2 separate regions of the Pogona vitticeps genome follow, and region 1 is linked to region 2. A link is a contact called in public Hi-C data. All regions are on one chromosome and are shown on one strand. The core of a region is the stretch at or near the end of the contact, and the rest is flanking DNA. Distances in the headings are between cores, read along the strand shown. Region 1 holds the start of LOC110086643 (DNA excision repair protein ERCC-6-like). Region 2 holds the start of LOC110086634 (ras-related protein Rab-6A).

Region 1 (5,762 bases), core at 2,213-4,712, 380 kb before region 2:
AGACACACTTCAAAACCTACAGGTGGGCAATACTTTTATCAGGCTCAATTACAAATTCCCAAAATACATGACTTTTCATGTTCACCAGAAATCTCATGAGACATTTTTTTTAAAAAAAAGGAAAGTTGGGGAGGGGATGGAAATCCATAAATTTTGCTAGGTGTTTTAAACCACAGTGCCTTGGCATTAAATCCAGGGCCAGGGTAGAAATAAGGGCCTCGATGACTCAGAAGACTCGAGCAGCTGCCGCATAAGCTCCAGCAAAGCCCACTAGGATGAAAACAACTTGAAAGCTTGCTAAAGGTATAGCTTTTTTTGTCGTTTCGAAAACTCCACATTTGGCCCTTCGGGGGATGATCTATCGCCGGACAAGGACGTTTGCCAGCCTGCACAGAACCCCTGCATTAACCATTTCTCTGCCCCCACCTTTATTGGGGCTTTTGCATCTGGTCAGTTGCATCTGGTGGCTGGAATACCTACCCCCCCAGCCTCCCCTTGCCCTGCAGAAGCCCTTCCAGCGGGGAGATGGGGGGCGGGAAGGACCACAGCCTCTTTGAGGAAGGACCGAACAGCAATGATGATGACCGGCCATTGTTCGTCCATTTCCTGGCCAGATGTGGGTCTCAGGCAAACAAGCACTGTGGCCTCTCCCATTCTTTTCTTCCTTCCTCTTGCTCCATCTATAAGGGTTCCTGCCCAGTATTGGGGAGGGGCTGCTGTGATGTTGAGGGAACAGCAGGGAACAGGGTTGGCGTTTCTTCTCTACCTCCAAGGGTCGGAGAAGGGCCCCCCACACTGCTTTGGCTAGAGGACCTCACCATCAATATCGAGCTTTGTTGCTCTTGATGCGTCCGTTGGGACGGTCTCTATGCTTCCGCTGACGGCTGTATGGTTGACCTGCAGTTCTATCCTCAGGTGGCTGCTGTCTTAAAGAGTTTCCAGAGAAAAGTCCAGCTATCTGAGCCTGAGATCGAACTCAGGTGGTGAGCAGAATCTTCACTGCAGTACTGCAGTTTAACCACTATACCACTAGGCTCTGGGAAAAGGGAGTTAGAAAACATGGCCATCTTCTTGTTGGGTTAGCCAGCACTCATAAGGTAGCTAGTTGACTCTCCGGTTCATTAAGGCCCCAAGTGCCCTCTTGGAACCGAGTTTAATACAGTCTCGGTGGCTTAAAATGTCTAGCCAAATTTATCCTTTATCCAAATGGAGGCACTGCTCACCTATGGAACATGTGCTCCATTTTAAGACAAAGCCCAAGACTTGTGGGTGACAGGTAGATTCCCCCTCCTTTCCTCCTTTGACAACCAGCAATAAAGAACTCAGCACTCTAAACCTTTTGTGTAACATAGCATTAGAGCATAGGACAGTGAACGTGTCCTTATAAATAAATGCTACTAATTTGTGTGCGGTGATTTAGAGTTGTGGGAGGCTTGTGAACTGGAAGTTCTTAACTCCCTTTACCATAGCTTACCATATTTTTCGCTCCATAAGACGCACCTTTCCATAAGGCGCACCAATTTTTTAGGAGAAGAAAACAGGAAAATATAATCCGTTTTCTTCGCTCCATAAGATGCGCAGACTTTCCACCCCCCTGTTTTGTGGGGGAAAAGTGCGTCTTATGGTGCGAAAAATACGGTAATTTCATTTTTGCATATTTATTTTACTTAGTTTTACAAAACCTTTTAATGTTCCAACATCCGTTTGTTATCTAAAGCTGAAGTATTTGATACAGTGGTTAAAACTGGGGTTCAAAACTTTCTTAGGCTTGATCCTCTTTGACAAGCATTCCAAACTTATAAGCCATTCAGACATTCCTCTTCCAATAATTTTATCGGAGATACTGCCACTGAGGACAAGCCATCTCTGAACTTTTTCAAAATGAACCAACTTATAGCGATCCTGATAAGGGCTTCCAAGGTATCGGAGATATTTAAGCAGTGGTTTACCCGTTCTGCTCACTCAGTGAGTTTTCATGCCTGAGCAGGGATTCGAACCCAGGCCTCCTGAGTCATAGTCTATCACTCTATCTACACCACACTGGGTATCATTATGCCACATTCCAGCAAAGACTGAGTGATACAACAAGCTATGCACTAGGAAAACATGTCATTATTGTTCTCAGCTTTCCAAGTAAATGTTATAGTGCTAAATATACATTTTAAAGTTACACACATCATCCCAGATATCCTAATCCTGGTACCGCTGATTTACGGATCTTACATTCCATTTTAAGACGGGTGTTGCTGTTATGCGTTATCAAGTCACCCCTGACTCATGACGGCCTCATGAATGAATGAGCAATCTCCAAAATGTACAGTCCTCAACAGCCTTGCTCAGCTCTTGCAAATTCAAGCCTGTGGCTTCTTTTAGGGAATCAGTCCATCTCGTATTGGGTCTTCCTCTTTCCCTGCTCCCTTCCAACTTTCCCAGCATGGTTGTCTTTTCCAGAGAATCCTGACTTCTCAGAATGTGCCCAGATTAGGACAGAGACAAACTGCAAATCACGCCCCACTGGTTGAAAATCACAAGGTAAGTCTAACAGATTATAGTTGGAGCTGGAGAGACATGGGTTCAAATCCCCATTTGGCCTCAAGGTGTACTATGTGACTCCAAGCCCCTCAATCTCTCTTATCCTTATGTCCCCCTTTAGCACAGCTGCATCCTTCCTTTCTAAACCAAAAATCCACGAGTAGAGCCCATAAAGTCCTAACCAGAGAGACAACAGCAGCGCAAGCTCACGGCATGGCATTGAAAAACATACTACTCTGAATGGTTGAGAAAACCAAAGAAAGTGAATAACGGCTTTACTTTAGGTTTCGATTTAACCTGCATAGCCAAAACAGAGATATTTATTATTCTTTCAAAACACCAGTCAGTCAAAATTATAAAAAACATTGACTGGTATTATATAAATACAGATACAAGTTTTAACCCAAAACCTAAGTATTTTGGTTTTAAAATAAGTTGTTGTTAAGATATTTTTGTTTATTGGTTTAGGATTTTTAAAAAATACTTCCCCCCATGCACACGTGTTCTGGGAATTATAGTTAAAAAATAATAATTTTCCAGCCTCTGAGCTGAATATTAGTCATTCGTGGTAAAAAGGATTAGGCGAAAAGTGTCCAAAATAAACATATATAATGTTTATTTAATATTTAATGTTTATATATTCGAGTAAACATTAAATATTTAAATAAACATTAAATATTTAAAATTTGTATATTCGAGTAAACATTAAATTCATATACATATATGCAGATCCACCCGCCCCAAATCCGGTGCAGTAAGTGCTTCATTTACCTCCGGTATTGCTCCGCCTGGGCAGGATCCGCAAACTCGGCCATGACTGAGCAACGGGAAAGAAACACTTCGCGTAGATTCAAACCTGCGCGCCAGGACTTCGCCCCGCCTCTCTAAGCCTATCACGCAGCAGTATGTAAATTTCTGGAGGGCCATTAGCCATTCACAGCGGCTCAAATTTGCTTCCCCCCCCCCTTGTGGATGTCGTCATTCACAAGAAAGCGGGGCCTCGCCCATTCATGTTTATGCCAGTCATTGACACTCGGCTGCCTCTCCGTAGAGACGAAAAAAGTAGAGGAGCAAGTCAACGGTTTGGAGGACGTGATTCCGGGTTTCTTCTCCGTCTCCCCTCCCAAATAGAAAGAAGAGTCCTGTGTAGCACCTTGAAACCGTCAAATTGAGTATTATTAGGGTGTCAGTTTCTGGATGGATGGGTGCATTTCTATTTCCTCCTCGCGCTCCACAGAAAGGCAGACTCGTTGCCCAACTCTCACCTCCAGCCAAAGCATATTCGTTCTAGTTCAGAGACTCGAAATGTCCGGTGGGATGACTGGCGAGGACTCAGGAGGCCTGGGTTCGAATCTCCCCCGTGCCATCTCTCCCTTACCTTGAAAAGCCTTGCCAGGGTCGCTGTCAGTCGGTCCCGACTTGACAGCACGGAACACACACACAGCTGAATGAAGCCGGGTGCGGAAATTGTGGATTTGCAATGCTACAACCTTTTACCGGAGAGTAAAGTCCCTGGCTGGGGCCCCTCGTTACTTCTGTTTTGACTCTTACTAATTAGTTACTAGTTACTTTTCGTTCCCCAATTTCGCCCCAGGACCTCAACCTATAATGCCACAGCCCCCGCCCCCCCTTCAATCCACCCTCGCCTTTTATGGATCCAACACACCAATATTATATAGTAATTCGAGTCGTTCCTTTGCTCCTTTTCACAGGCGTTACGGTATTTTCATTTTAAAGGCACGGCCCCTTTAAGCGGCCGTAACGGCCCTCTGCAAGACGACACCCGATTGGCTGAGAGCGGCCGGGAAGAAAGAAGAGAGGCGGGGCGAAGCGATTGGCCCCTTGTGCGTGGCGTGGGCAGAGAGCAGCGCTGTCATTGGTTCGGGGTTGCGGCGCAGGCGCATTTGTATCTCCCTAGAAGGCTCTTTCTACCCCCTCCCCGGCCATCCAGCTCGTCTCCCTCGGATCCTCCAGCCGTTCTTTCCAGGCCCGATGGGGCCACGTGACCGGATGCCGGGGGCGGGCTGGGCGGCGAAGGAGGCGGAAGCAGGAAGTAAGAGGGGAAAAAAAGCGACAACAACACCCCGGATTCGGAGGAGAGGGAGCCGCGCTCGATCCCAAGCGCCGCCATGTCCGCCATGGAGAGTATCCTTGGGGGGGGCGTCCGAGGGGAGGGGGCGAGCTTGATTGACAGGGGCGGGGGGCGGGGCTACTCCACAACAAGCCCTCCCAAATCCCTCCAGTCAGGGAAGGGGGCTCTTAGGACACCCCCACAGTAAGTGTGTGTGTGAGAGAGATAGTGTGTTAGTGTGACTGTGTGAGTGTGTGTGTGTGAAGTGTGCCACTTCCTCCCCCCCCAATTGCATGAGGTCCCTTAAACCCAATGACAGGGAAGGGGGCGCCCTCTTGGTGGGAGGGGGGCAGCCCCATGGGACACCCCCCCTCGTTGGTGAGTCCCCGACTAGAGGTTTCCTGAGGGGATTTTGCCTTCTGCGGGCGTCTCGCCTTCCTTCCCCTGTTCGGTATGCACAACAACCCTGTGAGGGAGGCCAGGAGGAAGGACAGGGGCTGACCAGCTGGGCCCACTGGGGTCGGGGGGGGGGCTGAGCCAGCCCTCCGGCCAGTCCAAACCTCTCCGGAGGCCCTGAAACCCACACACACACATACACACCATCTTGGCAGGGACCCAAACATGGGTGCTGATGTGGGTCCCCATTTTGAACGCGTCATTTGTTGGACTCTTTTATTATCGTGCGATATGTGTCGTTTCTGGTTTTGCCTTTTAATGACTTCAGATGCCTCGGGTAAAGATAGATATAGTATTTTGAATTAAGTAAATAATATAAGCAGCTTAAAAGCGTTTTTAAGATTTTAAATTATTTGTCGGTACACAGCTTGAGGAGAACGGAGCCCGCTCTGCCTGTCTGCTACAGGCCGGCAACACAATACCCACAGAGGTGTATTTGTGTAGAGAACAGGAAATCACAAAGAGTTGTAGCCCACAAATCAAGAACCAGGGCGTTTCTGTACAAAACTTCATTGTACTTCAGTGCCTGTGCACAGGACTTAGTGGCCGCCATACAAACTTCCTGGTTTAAGCTGTTCTTTTTCCTTTTTTTAATATGTGTCAATCCAAAACAGGGGGTGAAATTCTGTTGCTTAGTGCACTATAGTAGATCCATTGAATCAGTGGAATTGATACTAGCCCGGCTTTTCTCCCCTTCTGGTTC
Region 2 (6,292 bases), core at 3,423-5,922:
TTCTCATGGATTATGCAAATACTACACTATATCAACTGGGCGCTTCCCTGTCCAGCAGGACTAAAGGGGAATCAGTCAAAAATATCATGATTATGAGCAGTGATCGCTCTTCCTGTTACAAAATGAAGTACGCAGACATTCCCACTCACCGTGCGGTCTTCTAAATACATGGTCTTTGAAAGGAAATCAATTCCAATTGTCGCCTGGAAAAAAAAACACATTTCCATTAATCTGATTGAGAATACACTTGTGTTTCAGAAATATGAAAGAAAGAAAACCATTTTTAAAATTTTCTATACAAAGCCTGCAAGGACTCGCCTGATAGTTTGAGAAATCTAAACAACACTGCAAAGGGAGGAGAAAATAGGGTTCCCCAACCAGTTTCAAAAGCATGTAAGTTAGCTGATCTAAAGTCCCACGGAAATCTAACAAGACTATTGAGTTATAACTTAGATTCTATAGAAATCTATGGGTTTGCCACTTAAATCAATAGAAATTTCCTGCAACTGAGTCCTGAGCGAATGCACAACAATAATACAATGCAATTATAGCAGTGTCTGTAATGGAGGAGTAATCATATAGGAATGCAAGTTGCTTGATTATGTTTAGGGATGCACTGGATTCTGCTGGTGACCCTGAATATCTGGGAATGAAATGCAGGGCAAGTCACAGAATTTTGGAGACAAGAGAATATAGTTATAATAAACAATTTAAAAACAAGCCCATGAAAGCCTTTGAGAAGATTTACAAAGCTTGCTGAGTAGGGGCTACACTAAAGTTGCAGCCTATAAATACTATGATAAATACTAAAGAGATTAAATTAAACTAATTAGATTAATAATCTAATGTTTCCTATTATATCGATTTTCAACGCGTATACAACCTCATGTACTGAAAAATTAGTCTTAAAAGTGATCTTAAACAATCAAGGAGTGTGTATAATTCAGCTGATGTGAAAATAAATTACTGATAATGTGTACAAGGTGTTTGCATTCTGCCATTTAGAGCAAACAGACTTCCAGGATGGGGAGCCTTCAATAAAAAGACCGTCTCTCATACTTGCTAATTTAATCATTCTTAACAGAGAGCCAGACAGCTGAACCTCTATGGTTGTTCTCAAGGGCTATGCATGTTCATATGAATCCAGGGAAAAATATTGTCTATTCACAACTTAAAAGGCCATAACCAAGCACTTGAACTCAGGTCGGGGGGACCCCAGAACTCCTGTTGCATATGCTGTGTTGTAAGCAATAAGAAACTCAAGAGAAAAACATTGTTCAAAATAACTTCAACTTTCTTTGGATAAAAAAAAACTCCTTTTTATGAGATGACCAGAGATACACTATAAGAGTAATTGCTAAGATTACAGTTCACACCACAGAAAAAATAGAACGTTCTCTGAATCAAAATGTTACTGATCTACAAATAAATATGCTGGGGTTTTTTAACTGCAATTCTAGATATAAACAGAATTCAGAGTTTCAGCTGTTCGCTCTTCATCGATTTCAGTTTGGAAATTACAATGTCCTTAGTGCTAGTCCATAACATTTTCATCCCTCCACTGACAAATATGGTAAAGTCCAATTTATAGCTTAGAAATCCCTAAGAATTTCAGGAAGGTTTGGCACATTCCCACTTACTTGGTAAGTGTTGTCAAAACTGTCGTACATGAATCTGGTAATCAAGGAGGTCTTTCCAACTGCAAAAGAGAGGGAAGAAGTTATTCTGCGTGCATGAGCTGGAAAGCAAGATATTCAAAACACTTCCTTGCATGACTGGAAACTCTCTGCCACTTGCCATCTTACGCTACTCCTCCTTTGCAAAAGGCCCATTCAACTTACAAAGCACAGCACTAGACTCTGGGTCTGTTGATCCCTTTAGATATGGCTAGACAGAATATTTTATTTACAGGTATGATTTCAGAGGAGCTACAAAAGGAGCACCTGATTAAACTTGCCACAAGAGAATAAAAAGGAAAATATATATATATATATAAAGTTAATGTCCTTGCTTTCCCTCTGGAAATGCACTGGGCATGCTAATGAATGGAGGATTGCTGGAAGTAGAGTCGATCCAAGCGAGCAGAATGTGAAAGGTGACAGTAAAAAAATGGACATTTGGGGTTTTTTTTAAAATTACATGATTAAATAATGTATTTTTGAACAGTGATTTAAACTACTAATTTGATTTAAGTCAAATCTATCCTGAGTTACCCTTCAAGTTTCCTTCTTTTTCCTTCTACCAAAATGAGATCAGCCACAACAATCATTTGAGAATTATTGTAATTACAGAACTAGTGGGCAGAAGTAGCTTGTGCTGAAATAAAGCTTGGCAGGTTAGAAAACCACATGGCTTCAAGCCGCCCGCTGTTTCTATATTGTTCCTTCTCTGGAATATTCCATGACTGACTGCTTAGCTGTCTCCTTGTGTTTTAATACCATATATTTTGAGCAGTAGCCAACAATGCAACTCAAGAGCACAGAAAAGACATTTATGCAAAACAGCCGCAGCCTTGCCCTGTAAAAGATCATTTTAACTTGGCTTTATTATTCACACACTTGGCAATTAAGTGTCCTAGCAGATGTCCTCTGTTACCAGTGAGAATCAATTTGTGTGATCAGTTGAGATGCCGAAAGGTGAGGAGATCATCATCTGACAGGCTCAACACCACAAGCATTTCCTGCTTCCATGTGCCAAGAAAGCAAAGTCTCAGGCAAATGACCTGCAATGTCCACACTGCCCCAGGATGCCCCATGCTCCGGATGCTGACACGAGTCAAATCTCTGATGCCACAAGAGCAGCCTGAAGAAACCAGCCATTAGAGGAAACAAGGACTGGAAAATCAGCCCTGCTAGGTAGACCAAAACATAGGCAGGAAAGCAACTAGTCATCCGCCTCCAGGATTTCCTCTCCATGGAGATCCCTAACAGATTGTGTTATAATGAGTACTCAACACTTCTATTTTTGATGAGCCAGAGACTGGCAAAAGGTTCGGAAGAAAAAGCTCCAGAACCCGGCCAAACAGCCCAAAAAACCTACAACAACCATTGGATCCCGGCCGTGAAAGCCTTTGAGAATACATCTATTTAGTTTTTGCAACTCCTACACCGTTGAGTACACTTTGCTCATCTTAAGGAAGAAAAGCAAGATTGTAAGGGATAGTAAACTGTTTTTCCTGGGAACCTGGCACTTTTTAGTCACATTATGATATACACTATATGCGGGGGGGGGGGGGGGCGCGATTAAGAGTGGAATAAGACAATTGCCATTTCCTTTATTCCTTGAAACACACACTCCCATCTTAAATGGGTAGACAAATGGAAATACTAAAGAGTGGTAGTCTCACCTCATTTCACCTAAAGGAACTGAATCAATTTAGAAACAGGAGTACAGGCTGAAGCCTTGCTTTGGATAGTCAACTGCAGCTAGAGCAGACCCTCCTGAATCAATGGAACTTACGACTCACCAAAGGCCCATGGACTCAATTAGCCTACTCTAGTGCCAGTTACTACATTAAGCAATGGGATTTTAGCTTGATTTCCTTTCCCCACCCAAAGAGCAGCAATTTCAAGGAGCAGGGCTACGTGGATAAATTTAAATGCAGTCCTCTCCTTGCAAAGGGGTGGAGAAATCACTCTCATGGTTGCTTCTGCTTCCAGCCAGGTAGGGGTGGCTGCCTGTTTCAAGGAGAGACACCCCCCCCAAAAAAGTGGTCCTTTCAAGACTGAGAAATTTATTTTAGCACAAGATTTAGCTGGATCCAATCCACCTCTTTCCAAGCATGCCATGCAATAATAATATATGCACCCAGGAAGTGGACTTGTGCACAAAAGCTCCCATTACAACACAGCAGTTGTGTTGCAAGTCTTTCCAAGTTCAATGTTATTTATTTATTTATTTGGTGTTTATTATTTTGTTTTCCTTTGCTTTTTTGGCCTGAGATGGCCAGCGCAGACCCACACAGATACCTCTTCTAAAACTACATATTATTTCTTTCTCTTCCTAACCACCCCCTTACAAATATTCTTTTTTTCCTGTTTTTAATTTCGTCCCTGAGAGGCGGGAGGACCCCTGCACGTTTTAGTGATTGCTTCATCTATTTGGGCTCGACTTGTTTAAAATGATTTTCGCCGGGCCTGCCTCCTTTCAAGAGGGGGGACCCGAGGCAGCTCGCCTTTAAAGGGTATTTAAAGCTGGAAACCCTTGAGTCTACCCAGGCAGCTGAACTCCTGAGGAGACGGAAAGCTGAAAGCAAGGAGATATTTAAGATATTTAAGAAGCGCCAAACGCCCTCCCCCCCAACCGCTCTGAGGAAGGACGAACGAAAGCAAGGCTTGGGGAGCTGTAACGGCAAAGGAACGCGTTAACGGGAACGAGATGGAACGGGGGGGAGGGCCTGCCCTGAGGGAACGCCGCGGTCCCGCCCGCCCCCGCCCCCGCCCCCGCCTCACCGCTCTGCTCGCCCAGGAAGACCAACTTGAACTTGCGCAGCGGGTTCCCGAACTCGCCGCCGGTTCCTCCGGGGGCAGACATGGCGGCAGGGCCTCGGAGGGAAAGGGAAGGAAAGGCGAGGCCGCGGCGGCGGCGTCAGGCACCCAAGAGGGCCGGGCCCAGACGGGGACGAGGAGACGGAGGGGCGGCGGCGACGGCGGGCAGCACCACCACCAGCGGTTCCCTCAGCCGCCTCACCGGCCCGAGTGCGTCACTTCCGCCCCGACGGTCCTGACGCGAGGGAAGGGGCGGGGCCGAGGGCCAGCGGATGAGCTCATCGCGTTCAGCCGGGAGACGACGACGACGCTGACGTCACGGGGAACGGTTTTTTCCCCCCCACCACCCTAGAGATAGAAAAGTATAGAGTGGATAGAGGATGGGAGGAGCCTTTGTGTCTCACACACACACACACACACACACACACACACAAAAGACCCCCCTCTCTCTCTCTGTATAGTATATAGATATATGTAAACACGCACATCACCCCCCCCGACCTTTATGAACCCTACCCTTTGCATCTGTGTGTATGTACTGATATATGTACAGTGCATGTGTATATATGCTGGGTGTTTGGACTACAGTTCCCATCCTGAAGGGAGGGATGCCTAAAATGGCCTATGGCCCTTTTCTGGGGTGTGTGGGGAGAGGGCTGGCAGCCTAGTTGACCTGGAGGAACCCTCGTTTTTTATAAATAGCTGAGAGCAGAGCCTATCTGGCCAGGACTACAACACCCATCAGCTTCAACTCAGGGGAATTGAACTCAGGTCTCCCGGGTCCTTAAGTAACATTTCATTCATTCTACTCCTTACAGAGTAGTCAATTGACTAGATGGGCGGGGTAGAAATGAAATGAAATACATACATACATACATACATACATACATACATACATACATACATACATACATACATACATACATACATACATACATACATACAGGCTCTCAGAGTTTCATCCTGTAACTTTTACCTTTTCCGAGCGTGATCATAGTAACATTCACTGAAAGCTGTTTCAGAAACTTCGGCATTTATTTCCTCTTGGAAAAGCTGCTAAATTTGTTCATATAAATGTGGTGTGTAATGACTAGATTATAAACTGGGAAGATCTTGGTTGGAACCCACTCTCAGTAATGATCTCCTAACATGTCCTTAAACAAGCAATCTTAATCTCATCTGACTTGTGCTACAGGTTAGAAGTAAAGAGAGATTTACACAATGATTGCACAAACCACCACGTTTCGTTAGGGGACAACAGGGCTGGAAGTTATTAGGATCTCATTTCTTCCTCATATGTTTTGTGCTGTTGCTTTTTTATCTCATAAACTGATTTCTGAGGCTTGCGTTTATCTTTTCCCATGTTTCTTTCCATTGCTTCCTCTTTCCTACACTTAAATAACCAGATGTGGCAGAAAGGTTTTATTTCTGCACCAACTATGTACACCTTGTCTTCTATGAAGGCAGTCTTTAATCGTAATTCCAAATCCCATCTTCTATATGTAATATGGATTGTCTAGAGATTACAACTAGATAATGCATGTGAAGTCTTTTGAACATCTGAAAGTGTTGGCATTTATTGCAACCTCAACATACGAGGTTTGTTTTCCTGGGACTGTCAATCCGTCAGCATTAACCAATCATTCTCTCCTGTCTTTGAAATTCAAAGGGAGCCCCGCCTCTCTGCTGAGAGTTCTTTTTCCTCAAGAGAGTTGTTAATGTCCATTGATAGTGGTTTGTAAAAATGTGTGTTATAAGTATACTGTAGCAGAATAGTTAAAAACAATCAAGTTGTTAGTTAATAT

What was found. A called contact is a pair of places that touch in the nucleus more often than the background predicts.
Region 1: a Hi-C map of muscle shows a contact between it and region 2, with 6 times the contacts expected there. The contact joins the promoter of LOC110086643 here to the promoter of LOC110086634 in region 2. A contact is called at or near these places in 2 of 2 Hi-C or Micro-C datasets (blood and muscle).

Annotation. Positions count from the first base shown.
Region 1 is chr11:5,700,492-5,706,253 of PviZW2.1, reverse strand. It overlaps LOC110086643 (DNA excision repair protein ERCC-6-like), which reads right to left and starts at 3,462. Exons shown (of 2, transcript XM_020807707.3): 1 at 3,304-3,462. The coding sequence starts at 3,347. It overlaps CHMP1B (charged multivesicular body protein 1B), which reads left to right and starts at 4,534. Exons shown (of 8, transcript XM_072981529.2): 1 at 4,534-4,677. The coding sequence starts at 4,662.
Region 2 is chr11:5,319,204-5,325,495 of PviZW2.1, reverse strand. LOC110086634 (ras-related protein Rab-6A) reads right to left here and starts at 4,672. Exons shown (of 7, transcript XM_072981093.2): 1 at 4,452-4,672; 2 at 1,641-1,699; 3 at 150-203. The coding sequence starts at 4,533. It overlaps LOC144584506 (a long non-coding RNA gene), which reads left to right. Exons shown (of 2, transcript XR_013538806.1): 2 at 1-1,271.